Regions from separate parts of the Mus musculus genome. Here region 2 is linked to region 1. The links are chromatin contacts, called in public promoter capture Hi-C maps. All regions are on one chromosome and are shown on one strand. The core of a region is the stretch at or near the end of the contact, and the rest is flanking DNA. Distances in the headings are between cores, read along the strand shown. Region 1 has its middle 47 kb from the start of Gm46977. Region 2 overlaps Lrp6 (low density lipoprotein receptor-related protein 6).

Region 1 (7,256 bases), core at 2,064-4,563:
TGACAGTGTTCCACTCACGTTTTAGTACATCAAATGCTTGATTGGTTTAATATTTGCTCTTCAGAGTGAAAGAGAAAAGCCATTCAGGGTTTTCAGATGTTCTCTGGGGAATCTCAGACTCAGTTCAAAGTTTAGGAGAGAGGGAGGGACGGAAGGAAAGAGGAAAGAAGGAGGGAGGGAGGGAGGGAGGGAGGGAGAGAGAGAGAGAGAGAGAGAGAGAGAGAGAGAGAGAGAGAGAGAGAGAGAGAGAGAGAGAGAGGCCTTGTTGTGCATTGTGTGTGCTGACTCGTACCCGTAATCTCAGCACATGGGAAGCTGAGACGGGAAGATTCTCACAAATTCATGGCCAGCCTGGGCAACAGAGTGAGAATCTGGAACATAGCTCAATTTGTGGATTCTTGCCTAACATGCTCTAAGCTCTGGGTTAGACACCTAGCGCCATAGAAACTGGACGTGGAGATCATCATTGTGAGTCCAGAACTAGGGAATGAAGGCAAGAGGACTGAAAATTAGTGTCATCCTTGAGTATGTAACAAATTAGAAGCAAGCCTGGGACACACCCCTACAAGGTCACACATAATTAAAATAAAGTAAATAGGCAGTGGTGGTGCACGCCTTTAATCCCAGCATTTGGGAGGCAGAGGCAGGTGGATTTCTGAGTTCAAGGCCAGCCTGGTCTACAGAGTGACTTCCAGGATAGCTGGACTACACGGAGAAACCCTGTCTCAAACAACAAAAACAAAAAGCAAAAAACAAACAAACAAAAAAACCAACCAAACAAAAAATTGTCAATGACTATATGAATATACCAAAATATTGTGTGTAGAAAATTAACCACAGTTTTTTTTTTTTTTTTGAGTTTTAGGAATACTTAATTTATATAAACATTTTTTTTTTCTGTCTGAATCAACTCCATGGAGTTTTGGGATTTTCATGTAGAGACAACAGAAAATCAAAACCTAAGTTATATAAACAAAGGTATGCACAATTATATAGACAGATTGAAATAAAAATCCATAGCCTACATTTAAAAATTTATCCATAAATCATGTACAATAAAAAAAAAACTCACTGATTCCTATAAAGTAGAAAGACAAATTGTGGTTTTGGCAGATGAAACTGGGTCACCTCCTCAACGACACCTGAAATGTTTTATCAATATTTGTGAAATTTTTCACTTATTCAGTTGTTTCAAAAAATAACCCTTACTTTCATGTATATGAGTGTTTGGCCTGCATGCGTTTGTACATCACTGGCGTTTGATGCCAGGTCAGGCCAGAAGAGAGCACTGGGTCCCCTGGGGATGCGAGCTGCTACCATGCTGGCCCTGGGAATCTAACAGGGGTCTCCTGCAAGAGCAATGCAAGATCCTTAGTCTTTGAGCCATCTCGCCAGTCTCTTATTAAGTATACTTATAAATGGCTATAACTTTTTTCTTTAAATGTATTTTATCACAGATACCAACTGAACGTTTGTTTTAAGATGAAGGTGTTTTGAAAAAGAAAACGCTTTTAGATTTAGAAGTCCAAATTTCTCAAGGCTTCCCTGTTAGAGGGCCATTTTAAGCCAATAAGCCTTTCTGTTGACAGCCCTGGATCCAAGGCATGGCTCCATAAAACCTACAATGGAAACTTCCCCTTTCCTGAGACCCAGAGTTGCTGCCAAGGAGAAACTAATAACTCCTGACTGCATGTGGTAGCACACACATATGATCCCAGCACATGGGAGATGGGGGCAGGACGACCAGGAGGTCACAGTCATCCTCTCTCCCCTATCTAGGGAGTTTGAGACCACCCTAGGCTATAGAATCAGACCCTGTCTCAAAACAAACAATAACAGTAAGTGGATAGAATTGGAAACATTATTCTAATTGTGGTCATTGTGGGCCCTAAGGACAAATAAATGCCTCATGTTCTCTCTTCAAGTGAGATGTGCTTCAACTCTTTAGGATGCAATCTCTAATGCATCCCCTGTGCAAAGCCAGGAAAGGAGGAAGTGAACAGGGGGAAGGGCTGCCTTAAGGGAGATGAGATAGTAATACATAGATAAAAAGAAAGATAGGAAGACTGTGGAATGACGGAAAGGTTTAGGCGGACCTCGGGAGGAAGTAGGCCCCTGAGGGAAGCTGAGAGTTTTTGTTTGTTTGTTTGTTTTGTTTGTTTTCAAGACAGGGTTTCACCTGTAGTTCTGGCTGTGAGTGGAACTCACACTGTAGACCAAGTTGGGTTGGAATTTAGAGATCTCCCTGGCTTGCCTTCAGAGTGCCGGGAATAAAGATGACTGCTGCCCCCTCCCATGGGAAGCTGAGTTGTAATTGCTAATGACACTGACATAGCAGCCAACCGCCTTCTACGTACCTATACGTGGACCAGCACACAGAAGTAAGTGGTTCCCAGGCTGAATCACAGAACCTTCCCTGACAAGGAACAGTGGCAATGCAGAGATGATGGCAGGTCAGATGCAGATGAAGGCCTTGCCTTAAGCAAGTCAGTTACTCCATCTTTAAGGCTCAGGGAACGATTTAGCAGAGAGAATGGGAAGAGTTGAAAGGCTAGAAGATACGGTAAAGAGCTACGAAATGTGCTTCTTTAGACTCAGTACAGCTACTGTATCTCAAGTCATCTGTGGTTACCTTCACTGGCCCAGAGGACCAGTCCTATCAACAGTCAAGGAAGGTGGAGCCCACCCCCACCCCCCCCCACCCCCCGCCTCTGAAATACTGGCTGTTCAGAGATTCCAAGAAAGCAGGAATCATTGTCTCTAGTTCTGAACCCACTGCCCAGCCCATCAGGCTCCAATGGCTCGCTCTAAATCCACAGCCACACAGATGTCTCTGGTTAATCTGCATGGGTCACGAAACAAAACTAAAAGATGTGAACTTGAGAGAGAGGGAGAGGGAGAGGGAGAGGGAGAGGGAGAGGGAGAGGGAGAGGGAGAGAGAGAGAGAGAGAGAGAGAGAGAGAGAGAGAGAGAGAGAGAGAGAGATGATTCTGGGGAAGAGAGAGAGTGGACAGTGGTGGGAGGCAGGAGAGAGAGGTGACTGATCAGTGTATAAAGTATGTGAAATTGTTAAAAAAATAATTTAAATTTAATTCAATTAAAAATAAGGTAGGCAGCAAAGACTGTTATGGCCAACAAGAAGTAAGAAAACTCTAGTCTCCCTCAGGAGTTTCAGATCCACTGATCTGGGTGACTGGGTACAGGGACCCGACTGTTTCCAGGACAAACAAAGCAACACAAGCAGACAGCAGAGCCCCCCTATGGGCGGGGCTCCTTATTAAAGCAAACTCCAGCGGCAGCTGACACACTTACACAAAGGAAATGCTACCTGAGCACCCTGTGTCTGGGGTGCCTCGCCTGCCCGCTCACCACCTGACTTACGACAACTCAAGCCCGCTCAGCCAGCAGAAACTAGACTGGTTCCGAGAGACTGTGGCGGTTACTCTGCCAAACTTTCACAACAAAAGATAAAAGGAAGATCTCATCCAAGGGGTGTGTGTGTGTGTGTGTGTGTGTATTTTAACTGGTATCCCACAGCAAAGATAGTCTAAACAGACATGCCATGATCCTACCCATGAAATCCCCAGTTTGTGAGACTGGCTTGAACAGGCTTTGGAGTATGTCTGCATTTTAACCCATGAGTATTCTGGTCATTGTTGTTGGTGTTATTATTATTAATTATTATTATTTTTAAAAGGACAGAAGAAACAGGAGCAAAGGAAAAGAAGGGCTTTCTGGGAGGCTAAGGACCAGTGCTCAGAATACTTAACCACCACATCTAGGCACCAGGAACAACCAAGTCTTACAAAAGTTTCCCTCTAGATGGAATTTGGAAGGGAAAAGACACAGCATACATATTCACCTGGACTCGACAGATAGAAATCCAGGATGCTGACTTCAGTAAGAAAGTGCTGCCTCTTCCCTAAAGACCCAGGCTTCAAAAAAGACAGACTAATAAGAGAATTAACAGTTTAACTATGCACCTCCGTACTTAGCAGAGTTTCCCAAGACATGGGAAGAAAAGAGGCATGGGGGATGAAGGCTACTGCAGCATTTTGAACTAAACAAAGGGGAAGTGGTTCTAGGCCTCTGGGAGAAGGAGGCCAGTACTGGGGTGGAGGTGGAAGAGGGTGGTATTGTTGTCTTGTTATGCATATGTGGCTTCCAGAGGGAATTGTCTGTGAGCATCTCTCTTCCTTTACAGAGGTGATGTCCTGAATGTGCATCTTCTTTACAAATTTAGACAGTTAGGAAATTCCTCCCAACTAGCTTTTACTGTCCCCGAGGGTTGTTAATTATCATTAATTCAAAATGACCACCCTACCTATTATCATGTACCTGATAGAACTCAGTACTAAGGGGAAGAGAGATTTACTTAGGTGCTTGCTTTCAGGTTTCAGTCCCTGGCACATGGGCTCCATTGTTTCTGAGTTGTGGTGAGGCTGAGCATCCTGGAAAGGAGGCAGGAAGAAGCAAAGTTGGGTGCTGGAGAGATGGTTTGCTGGTTATCAGCAGAATGCTCTTTCAGATAACCTGAATTTGATTCCCAGGACCTACACTGGATGGCCTGTTAACTCCAGCTCCAGGGGCATCCAGTGCCTCTGGCTTTCCAGGGCACCTGCACTCAAGTTGACATACTCTTTACCCCCAGACACACACAGAGGTAAAAAGTAAACAGATCTTTAAAAGGAGAAAAGGAGAGAGAGAGAGGAGGAGGGAGAACAAGAAGAAGATGAGGAAGAAGGAGAGGAGGAAAAGGAAGAGGAGGAAGAAGAGGAGGAGGAGGAGGAGGAAGAAGAAGAAGAAGAACCAATGCTAAGGCTGCTGAGGTGGATGAGCTGGTAAAAATACTTGCTGTGTGTCTGTTGCCCTGAGTGCAATCTCTATAACACATGATGGAAGGACAGAACTGAATCACAGAGGTTGTCGTCTAACACCAACAGTTGGTTACACAAACACACACACACACACACACACACACACACACACACACACACACACACACACCCCACAGGATTAAAAGAAGAGGATTGTTGGTCTGGTGGTGGTCAGAACGGAGGCAGAAGGGACTCAGAACAAGATACAGATCCCAAGGCCATGCTCCCAGTGACCTTCTAGGGAGCAACCTTCTGCCTCCTGAGATGTCCAGAATTTCCCAACAGCACCACCAGCTGGGGACCCGGCCTACTATACATCATCAGCCTTTGGTGGTGGTGGTGGTGGTGGCACTTTTTATCCAATCTATAGTAGGTTTGTTTCAGTTTCAGCTTGAATCCCCTTTGTTGTTGTGGTGGTTGTTCATTTCTGGAGGCTTATTCACTCAGAGAATAGTTTTATTTCCTTCCATTAGTAATTTCTCAGGAAGCCCTGAAAAGCTTCCTCCCCTCACCATTTTTTAAAAATTACTTTATTTTTATTTTTATTTTTATGTATGTATCAGTGTGCCTGTACAGATGCCCTGAGAGGCCAGAAGAAGGGGGGCAGATCTCATGGAGCTAGAGCTAACACAGTTGTGAAACCCCTGATATGGGGGCTGGGAAGCGAACTCCGGTCCTCCTGGAAAGCAGGAAGTGCCCTTAATCTCTGAGCCATTTCTCCCGATGTGCTATAAAAGAAGAAAAATATTTCCTTATTTATATGTATTTATTTGTGTGTGTTGTGGGGAGGACACACACACACACACACACACACGTGCACACAGCTATGCATGCATGTGTAAGCCGGAAGAAGGAACCTGGTGTTCTTTTAGCTTTTCCCCTACTCCTTTGAGTCAGGGTCTCCTGCTGAAGCAGCAGGAGAAGGCTTGCATCTTCTCAGCGTCAGGGTCTTCTCATGCTGAACCAGGGATTTGCATCTTCTCAGCGAGGCTGGAAAACAGGAAGTCTTAGTGATCTTTCTGTCTCTGTCTCACTCTTTGCTACGCGTAAACGTGAACTATAGGATACCTGGCCGTTTACACGGGTCCTCATGATTGTACAGCAAGCATAAATAACTAGCCATCTCTCCAGCCTTCTATTTTTCTTTTTTTCACACCAAGATAAAAAAAATCTTAAGAAAAAAAATCTCTCTCTTTTTTCCAGATCCGTTTTTATTTTGGAGTTTATTCTCGCCAGTGTCCCTCAGGGGTTCCCATGATATCTCTCTGGAAGCAGACAATTTCAGGGCTTAATTCTTTCTCCTCATCTGACCTTAGCTCTTCTCTTGTGCTTTTCTCGTTTGTCCTTATTACACGCAACCCCTCACTCTCTTCCTTCCGTTTCCTCTCATTAATAACTTCCACCGAAGCCTCCCGAGAGCCAGCCTCTAAATCTCGCTCCCAGTTCTCTCACCTTTGCCTTTTCCTGCCCTTCCCATAATTTCCTTCGAGTGTGCGCTTATGCTCCAAATCCATTTCCTTTGCTGAGCTAATCTCGCCATTTAAGGGAAAAGGTCTGAGACGGGGGAAGGACTGTGCAGAAACGGCACCAAGCTCTGATCGACGTTAGAAAGAGCAGCACAGATGGGCAAGTCCCCTGGTTCTCTGGGCATCTCTTTCTTATCTGGGAAAAACGAACAGGTTGGTCCAGCACCAGCTGGAAACTCAAAGGCAGAGTCCAGGCGGGTTCAGGGAAGCACTGAAGCAGGCCAGCCAGGGACTGTGGGAAAGTCTGAGCACAAAAGCAGTATTCAAAGAGCATAACCCACCCCCACCCCACCCCCTCAGCTCTGGTTACTGCTACAGGGACGTGTTGGTCACCCAGGGCAGACAGACTGTCCAATTTTCAAAAGTTATCAAGAACCTGATTTTTAAAAAAAAGTGAATAGTTCTATCCCAGGAAGGACAAAGCCACCACAGAGAGAGAGGACAGGTGCTTGCTCCATCCTGACTTCCAGTTGAAAGCCCTGAGGAAAAGGATAGCTGATGGGGTAATATATGTCTGTTATCCCAGGATGTAGGAAGCCGAGGCAAGAGGAGTGTGAGTACAAGGCCAGCCTTGGTTAAAGAGCAAGCCCCTGCCTCTAAAATAAAATGACATAAGCAAACTCCTGTAATTTTAAAGGTTACACTTATTTTAAATTATGAATCAAACAAGACACATGTCACTTGTGGGTCAGGGTTAATCCTTAGCTGCTGTTTGTGTAAATTAGATGAGATGGTGTCTGTGTGTGTGTCTGTGTCTCTGAGTGTGTGCGTCTCTCCGTGTGTGTGTGTCTATGTGTCTGTGTATGTGTGTGTGTATGTCTGTCTGTGTGCATGCATGCGCTGTCCCTCACCG
Region 2 (7,256 bases), core at 1,938-4,437, 570 kb before region 1:
TGAGGAAGTATTTTCTGCATTGGACTTGGTTACTCTTTTCACTGTGAGACCCAAGTCACACTGTGTAGATTATTAAGAGTTAGAGTCTTCATTATTTATGGCCAGCTTTATTAGAAAGTGAAGATTAAGAATCTATATCTTCCTTTTAATACTAGCACTTGGGAGCCAGAGGCAGGCAGATCTCTTGAGTTTTAGACCAGCCTGTCTACAGAGTGAGTTCCAGGGCAACTGGGGCTACACAGAGAGACCCTGTCCCAAAAAACCAAAAAAAAAAAAAAAACCAATCAGCCATCCAGCCAACCAGCCAACCAAAACAACAACAACCACCTCCCAAAAATCCTCTAAAAGGTTCCCCTCCAAAAGAAAGCTGTATCTGTGCTTAGCAATAGACTTCCCTTTCTTTTATTTCCTAAACAGCAGGGTTTAAAACAGCACTTCCGTTAGGTGCTGTAAGTATTCTTGAGATGATTTAAAGGGCTCAGGGAGACGCGACCGACTTTGTTAAGTGTAATACTAGGCGTTTACATGAAGTTGCCATAGCTACAGTTTTGGTGTGTGTAGGGAGCGAATGGAGATGTGCAGGATTCATCGTATGCTGGAGCCTGTACTGCACGCACAGGCTAGGGATGCAGAAAGTCAAACACTAAACACTCTCCACTGCACTACAGTCCCAGTCTTTGCTTTTTTTTTTTTTTTTTTTTTTTTTGAGAGATCTCAAATCTGTGTTCCTCTTGCCTTTGCCTCCTCACTGCTGGGTTATGGTATGTACCATCATGCCTGGCTATGATGAGTTTTTAAACCCATTTAAAAGGGTTTTAATCTAAAACCCAGTAAAGGGTGGGAGAGATGGCTCAGTGGTTTAGAGCACTGACTGCTCTTTCAGAGGTCCTGAGTTCAGTTCTTTTTTTTTTTTTTTTAGTATTTTTTATTACACATTTTCCTCAATTACATTTCCAATGCTATCCCAAAAGTCCCCCATACCCTCCCCCCCCACTTCCCTACCCACCCATTCCCATTTTTTTGGCCCTGGCATTCCCCTGTACTGGGGCATATACAGTTTGCGTGTCCAATGGGCCTCTTTTTCCAGTGATGGCCGACTAGGCCATCTTTTGATACATATGCAGCTAGAGTCAAGAGCTCCGGGTACTGGTTAGTTCATAATGTTGTTCCACCTATAGCTGAGTTCAGTTCTTAGCAACCACATGGTGGCTTACAACCATCTGATCTGATGTCCTCTTCTGGTGTGTCTGAAGATAGCTACAGTATATTAAATAAAATAATAAAAAAGTTCTAAAAAAAAAACTCAAACCATTAAAAAGGCTACAATTCACATGAAAAAAAAAACCCAAAAAAACAGAAAATTCCATTAAAAAGCATTTACATAGCATAAAAATCTCCATTTTTAAGTGTCTACCTTTTTTTTTTTATTCAGAGGGTTGTAAACCTATCACCATGGTCTTATTCCAGAACATTATTAGTACTCTCCAGCCGTCTCTGTGCCTCTTAGCTGTCACTTTGTAATCTCTCTCTGCCCCAGCCTCTGAATTTGCCCACTTTGAATATTTCATAGAAATAGAACATAGCATGTGGGCTTTTGTGTCTAGCTTCTTTCTCTTTGCACAGTTTTAATAATGTTTATAGTATAACATGAATCTATATTTAATTCCTTTTATAACTAAGTAATATTGCATTGTATACACATATGAAGAACTCTAAAGTGAATATGGGCTTGCTTGTTGAAGTCTTTAAGTTATTTTTAAAATCTGGTCCCCGTCCCCACCTTTCTGAGAAAGGTTTTTACCCTGTAGTCCATGCTGGGCAGGGACTTGGAGTCTTCCTGACTCAGCCTCTGAAGTGCTGGGCCGAGTGTCACTCACTACACATGGCAGAAACCCATTGAGGTTATTGAAAAAGATTGTGGAATATCATTTCCATGGGCTGCTGAGATTTATCTAGACACTTATTAGCATTTCTTGCTTCTCTCTTTTGACTTATAAATAGCCCTGTCATAGTTAAGCCATATTGTGTGTGTGTGTGTGTGTGTGTGTGTGAGAGAGAGAGAGAGAGAGAGAGAGAGAGAGAGAGAGAGAGAGAGAGAGAGATGCATGCAGAGGCCAGAGGTTGATGTTGGGTGTTTTCTTCTGTTGTTCCCCACCTTACACTTTGAGGCAGTCTCTCAGTGAACTTTGATCTTACAGATTTGGCTAGACTTGCTATCCAAGAGCTCCAAGGACTGCTTGTCTTTGCTGTCTAGTTTTTTGTTTTTTGTTTTTTTTTTTAACCTGAGTTCTGGGTCTCATGCTTGAGCAGCAAGCAGTGTATTGACTGAGCCATCCTCCTAGCTCTTAGTTAAACCATTTCGATAGTCACATATGCTGAGTTCATACTACTAAACTCACATTTAGAAGAAGATAAAAGAGCCTAGAAATCCTGTGTGAAATTCATTTCACGTAATTAGAAAGGTGGGCGGCTAAAATCAGGCTGGGTTGCTAGTACTGTGAACAGAAGTTCCACTTTCAGTGCTTCCTGTAGGTATCAATTTTATCTTTTTACCCAAGTCTTTTAGTAAAGGCAGGGTCTCACCATGAGCCTAGGTTGGTTTGTAATTCATAATCCTCTCATCTCATCTAGGATTATGTGACTGTACCATCATGTTTATTGTTATGGTTACAGGGCTTGGTACGTTGCCCACGCTGACCTTGAACTTCTGGGCTCAAATGAATTTTCTTATCCTTTTAAGTAGCTGGAGTTACAGGCAATGTCACCACACCCATCTAATCACTTTTGATAGAGGACAATAATAAGAGTTTTGGAGTTTGTAAGTAGACAGTTTGTTATAGGATTGCATATAAAGACAGATATGTACTTGGGTAAAGGAGCGGTTCATTTCAGCAGAAGTGCTTTCCTTAGCATCTCCGCCTGTTTCAACACCAACTACAAAAACACTTCCTAGGGAAGGGCCAGAAGGCCGGCAGGAGCTCTGTGGGAGTTGGGCCAAGAGGAGAGGGGTACGCAGATTGCATGATCAAAATTGTCTAACTGGAAAATTCTGGTTTTGTCTGGTCAGCTGACACTTGGAATTGAGGAAGAAAGTTGTACATCTGCTTGCTAAGCTTAGGGTGAGCCAGAGTTTAAGGGCTTGTTGGAGGAGAGAAGTCTGTGAAGTTTGGTCAAGCCTAGTCAGTGGGGAACTGCATGCACTTGTCAGAATCTCCGTTGTTCAGAACAAAACCTGGCTCCTTTGGAGATAGAACAAGAGGTTGTGACGTTAGTTACATTTGATTTGGCCGATTGCTCTCATGGGTGTGACAGGAATAGTATTTTGCCACACATCTAATGGGTCGTTTGATGACTTTGGTCAGAACTTTTAAAGGACTCTCAGATTCTTTAAAAGTCTCTTGAAGCGAGGGATTGTAAGGGAAGAACTCAACATCAGGTGTCAATTCTTGGACCTATGAGATTTAGGTTAAGTCCCATCTTTCAGATGTTCTCTAAATACTGTGAGATTTTGGGGCTGTCAGGAAGTGACCATCCTTAATGTACTCATGAAGCTGGAACTCTGTGAGCTACATAGTAGGACAAGTTTCCAGGAAAGCTCTGAACATAGCCTTTAAATTCAACTGGACTGACACTCCTTAAAAATGTCTGGTGCCATGAGATTAAAGCAGCACTTTGAAAATGACACCCATGGTTCTTCCAGTTGGAGGCAGACTGAAGCTAGGCAAACAGTTATATTCAGGAGGGGCTCTGGAACTGAGGAGATAGGCAAGGAGAAAGGATAATTTAGATTATAAAGGCTTAGACTGTTAACAGTAATAGAAAATCTGAGAGAGAGAGAGAGAGAGAGAGAGAGAGAGAGAGAGAGAGAGAGAGAGATTGAGAGATTGAGAGATTGAGAGATTACTTCACCCAGGAAGTAGGACATTAAAGCACCAGTAATATTGTAAACAAATCCCACATTCACCCTTTAACAGCTCATTCAGCTCTGTGTAATTAATTCTTGTTTTGCTTCATGAACCCATCTGTTTATCTACCAGCTGTTTAGAAATCCTGACTCCGTCTTCTTGTGTGATCTCAAAGTGATGCCCTTAGATACCTGCGCACAAAGGTCTCCTGGCACACAATAACTTTTTTTCAGTGTCAACTGTTTTTTTTAATTGAAGGTGAATATTTGCTAATTTGCAAGTGTGTCCCAGGAAGCATCAGGGTAGATGACAGAATAAATCACATGGCATGACTAACCCTTTACCGATAATTTTAAAGGTGAAAAAAAAAATCTGAATGGTTGCTACAAAAACAATGCAGTTGGCAAGTATGTGTGGTGGTTTTTTGAGGCATGCCCACCAAATTGGGTCAGCCAGAAAAGTTGTAAGATGACTGAGAGCCGACTGGTTAACTTTAGAAGAGGCGTGGGCAGTACATCTGATAAGTGGATTTAGATGAATATAACTTTTTCAGAGAGAAAAAACTAAAGATTTGTAACAAGCATCAGACATAGTGTTCTCAAAATAACAAGCAAACATAAAATACATCAAGAATATGTAAACCTTAAAATAATAAAAAGACTTTGTAGGTTTGGAATAGACATTTCATGTCCATACAGTAAAATTCCTTAAGTTAATGACATGTGTTCTCAGCTAAGAACCTTGGTCTACCTAGAAGTTACTGCATTCAAATTAAAGTAATTAACTGTGGCCAAGTTAACATTGAACCAAAGGTATAATTGGACTGCACTGCACTGTATGTAGTCTTGACACCAAGCAAAGCCGACCCGAGTAACACATCGTTAATTTCTAGTAATTTCATTTTTGTGTGCATCTTTTGAATTCAGAGTAATTAATAATCCCTTGCTTACACTCCTGTAACCTAGGGAGGATAAGCTTGCTTTTGACAGCGCTTACCAATAGAATTCTGGCGTTTGATCAGATAAGCACTATTATTGACGACTTTGGACTTTTATATGTTTTAAAAAAAAAAAACTCTGTAAAAAAAAAAGAAGCTCTTTGTGATATGTCGGGTCCTCTGAGAATCTTAAAGGCAGTATGTTAGACACACTTTATTTAGGATTTGGTTATGAAAGGGCAGGGTGATACTTGGTTTTAATCACACTGAATGTGATTTTTAAATAGGTAGGTAGTCCAATGGTTAGAAAAAAATCCTAGTTCCTAAATGGGGTTTTTGTTTGCTTGTTTTTGTTTTAAACAATCCAGCACATAATAAAGCCAGCATTAGCATGGAGAATAAGATAAGATAGAGAGCATATGCTGTCCACAGGGATTATTACAGTTATTAAGAAGGCAGAGGCAAGCCTTTTAAATCCGCTTTAATCTCATACCTCTGAATTTGGCAATTTTAACAGAGAACACCAAAATCTTAATTTTTCAAAAGGATTCCAAAGAAACTCTTATATAAACTCATTGGATTCCAGCCAATTTGAACAAAATTCCTTTGTCATGATTAAATTAAAAACTTTTATAGCCATTTAGATTTTGTCCAACATTTTCCTCAAACTCATTTTGGAACATTTGCCTTTAGCACAAAACTGTTGTCTTTTCCCTTCCCAAAGACATAGCCTGCATATCTTACATATGAAATTGTTCTGTGTGTCACTATTTTTAATAGTTTCATTTGCATATAAAATTATAACTTGTGTAATTGCAGCAACTGATACTTTAAGACAAAGTTACTTGGACCTTAATTATGAAACTTGCACATCAGCATTTCATAGTAGACTAATAGGACTTAAGAATACACATCTTTCACCTTTTTTTATAGCCAGATGTTTCCCAACAATATAACTTTTCTTTTCTCTCTTAGAATTTTTATTATTATTAGTTTTTTTTTTGTCGTGCTGAGATTCATACTTGGGGCCTTACACATACTACCACTGAGCTGTATTCCTAGCCCAGTACTACTTTTCAAAATAAGTGTTCTTTAATAAGTTCATAGATTTAGTTCTTCTACCATAAAAATAAGAAACTATGTAAGTAGAAAACATGTTTCAGTATAGTTTAACTAAAATGATCTAGATGGGTAATAAACACCTATGAACTATTGTAGCACAAATCTGAAGTTTTATTAGTACCAAAGATTTTGGATACTGTGTTCACATTAGGTTAGTGTATGGTGTGTGTGCATGCACATATCTGTATGTATATGTGCACGCATATGTCAGCACATGTAGTGTTGCACATCTGGAGACCAGAGATCAGTGCTGGGTATCTTCCTCAGTTGTTCTTCACATGTTTTTTTGAGATTGGATTTCTCACTGAACGGATAGGTCATTAATTCAGCCATGCTGCCGTAATCCTGGGATCTACCCACCCTAGGCATTCACCCACCTCCGTCTTCAGCACTGGAATTAAATTGTACTGCTATACCCGGCTTTTCATATGGGTTCTGGAGATGGGAATTTGTTATGTAGCAAGCACTTCATCAACTGAGCTTTTTCCTAGCCTCACGTTGGTTTATTTCAATACATAATTGCTCTTAAAATAGAGTTTGTTAGATTAATCACTTCAGCTAACTGCAAATGCAGGTGTTTTATTTGCTTATTTGGAACTAACCTGTTAAAGTTTAGTAGAATATTTTTAAAAAAATTTTTTATTAGGTATTTTTCTCATTTACATTTCCAATGCTATCCCAAAAGTCCCCCATACCCTCCCTCCCACCCCTACTCCCCTACCCACCCACTCCCACTTCTTGTCCCTGGCGTTCCCCTGTACTGGGGCATATAAAGTTTGCATGACCAATGGGCCTCTCTTTCCACTGATGGCCGGCTAGGCCATCTTCTGATACATATGCAGCTAGAGACATGAGCTTCGGGGGTACTGGTTAGTTCATATTGTTGTTCCACCTATAGGGTTGCAGATCCCTTTAGCTCCTTGGGTACTTTCTCTAGCTCCTCCATTGGGGGCCCTGTGATCCATCCAATAGCTGACTGTGAGCATCCACTTCTGTGTTTGCTAGGCCCCGGCATAGTCTCACAAGAGACAGCCATATCTGGGTCCTTTCAGCAAAATCTTGCTAGTGTATACAATGGTGTCAGCGTTTGGAAGCTGATTATGGGATGGATCCCCGAATATGGTAGCCTCTAGATGGTCCATCCTTTTGTCTCAGCTCCAAACTTTGTCTCTGTAACTCCTTCCATGGGTGTTTTGTTTCCAATTCTAAGAAGGGGCAAAGTGTCCACACTTCGGTCTTTGTTCTTCTTCAGTTTCATGTGCTTTGTATCTTGGGAGTTTAGTAGAATATTA

Evidence for each region. Promoter capture Hi-C pulls out the DNA fragments that hold promoters and counts their contacts.
Region 2: a contact with region 1 is called in a promoter capture Hi-C map of embryonic stem cells, with 2.9 times the contacts expected there. The contact joins two enhancer-like sites. A contact is called at or near these places in 3 of 39 promoter capture datasets (the HPC-7 cell line, embryonic stem cells and stem cell-derived epiblast-like cells), 3 of 115 datasets of contacts at active chromatin or transcription factors (embryonic stem cells, forebrain and large pre-B cells) and 2 of 9 other capture datasets (embryonic stem cells and liver).

What each region holds. Positions count from the first base shown.
Region 1 is chr6:133,984,253-133,991,508 of GRCm38.p6, reverse strand. No RefSeq gene overlaps it. Among named protein-coding and RNA genes, the nearest start is that of Gm46977, 47 kb to the left of the region's middle. Within about 2 kb of position 3,313, at least 16 of the 459 cell types and tissues checked have an H3K27ac peak or open chromatin away from gene starts, as enhancers often do. A contact at or near this core is called in embryonic stem cells, where this site is marked.
Region 2 is chr6:134,552,187-134,559,442 of GRCm38.p6, reverse strand. All of the region lies in intron 1 of Lrp6 (low density lipoprotein receptor-related protein 6), which reads left to right. Among named protein-coding and RNA genes, the nearest start is that of Lrp6, 11 kb to the left of the region's middle. Within about 2 kb of position 3,187, at least 42 of the 459 cell types and tissues checked have an H3K27ac peak or open chromatin away from gene starts, as enhancers often do. A contact at or near this core is called in embryonic stem cells, where this site is marked.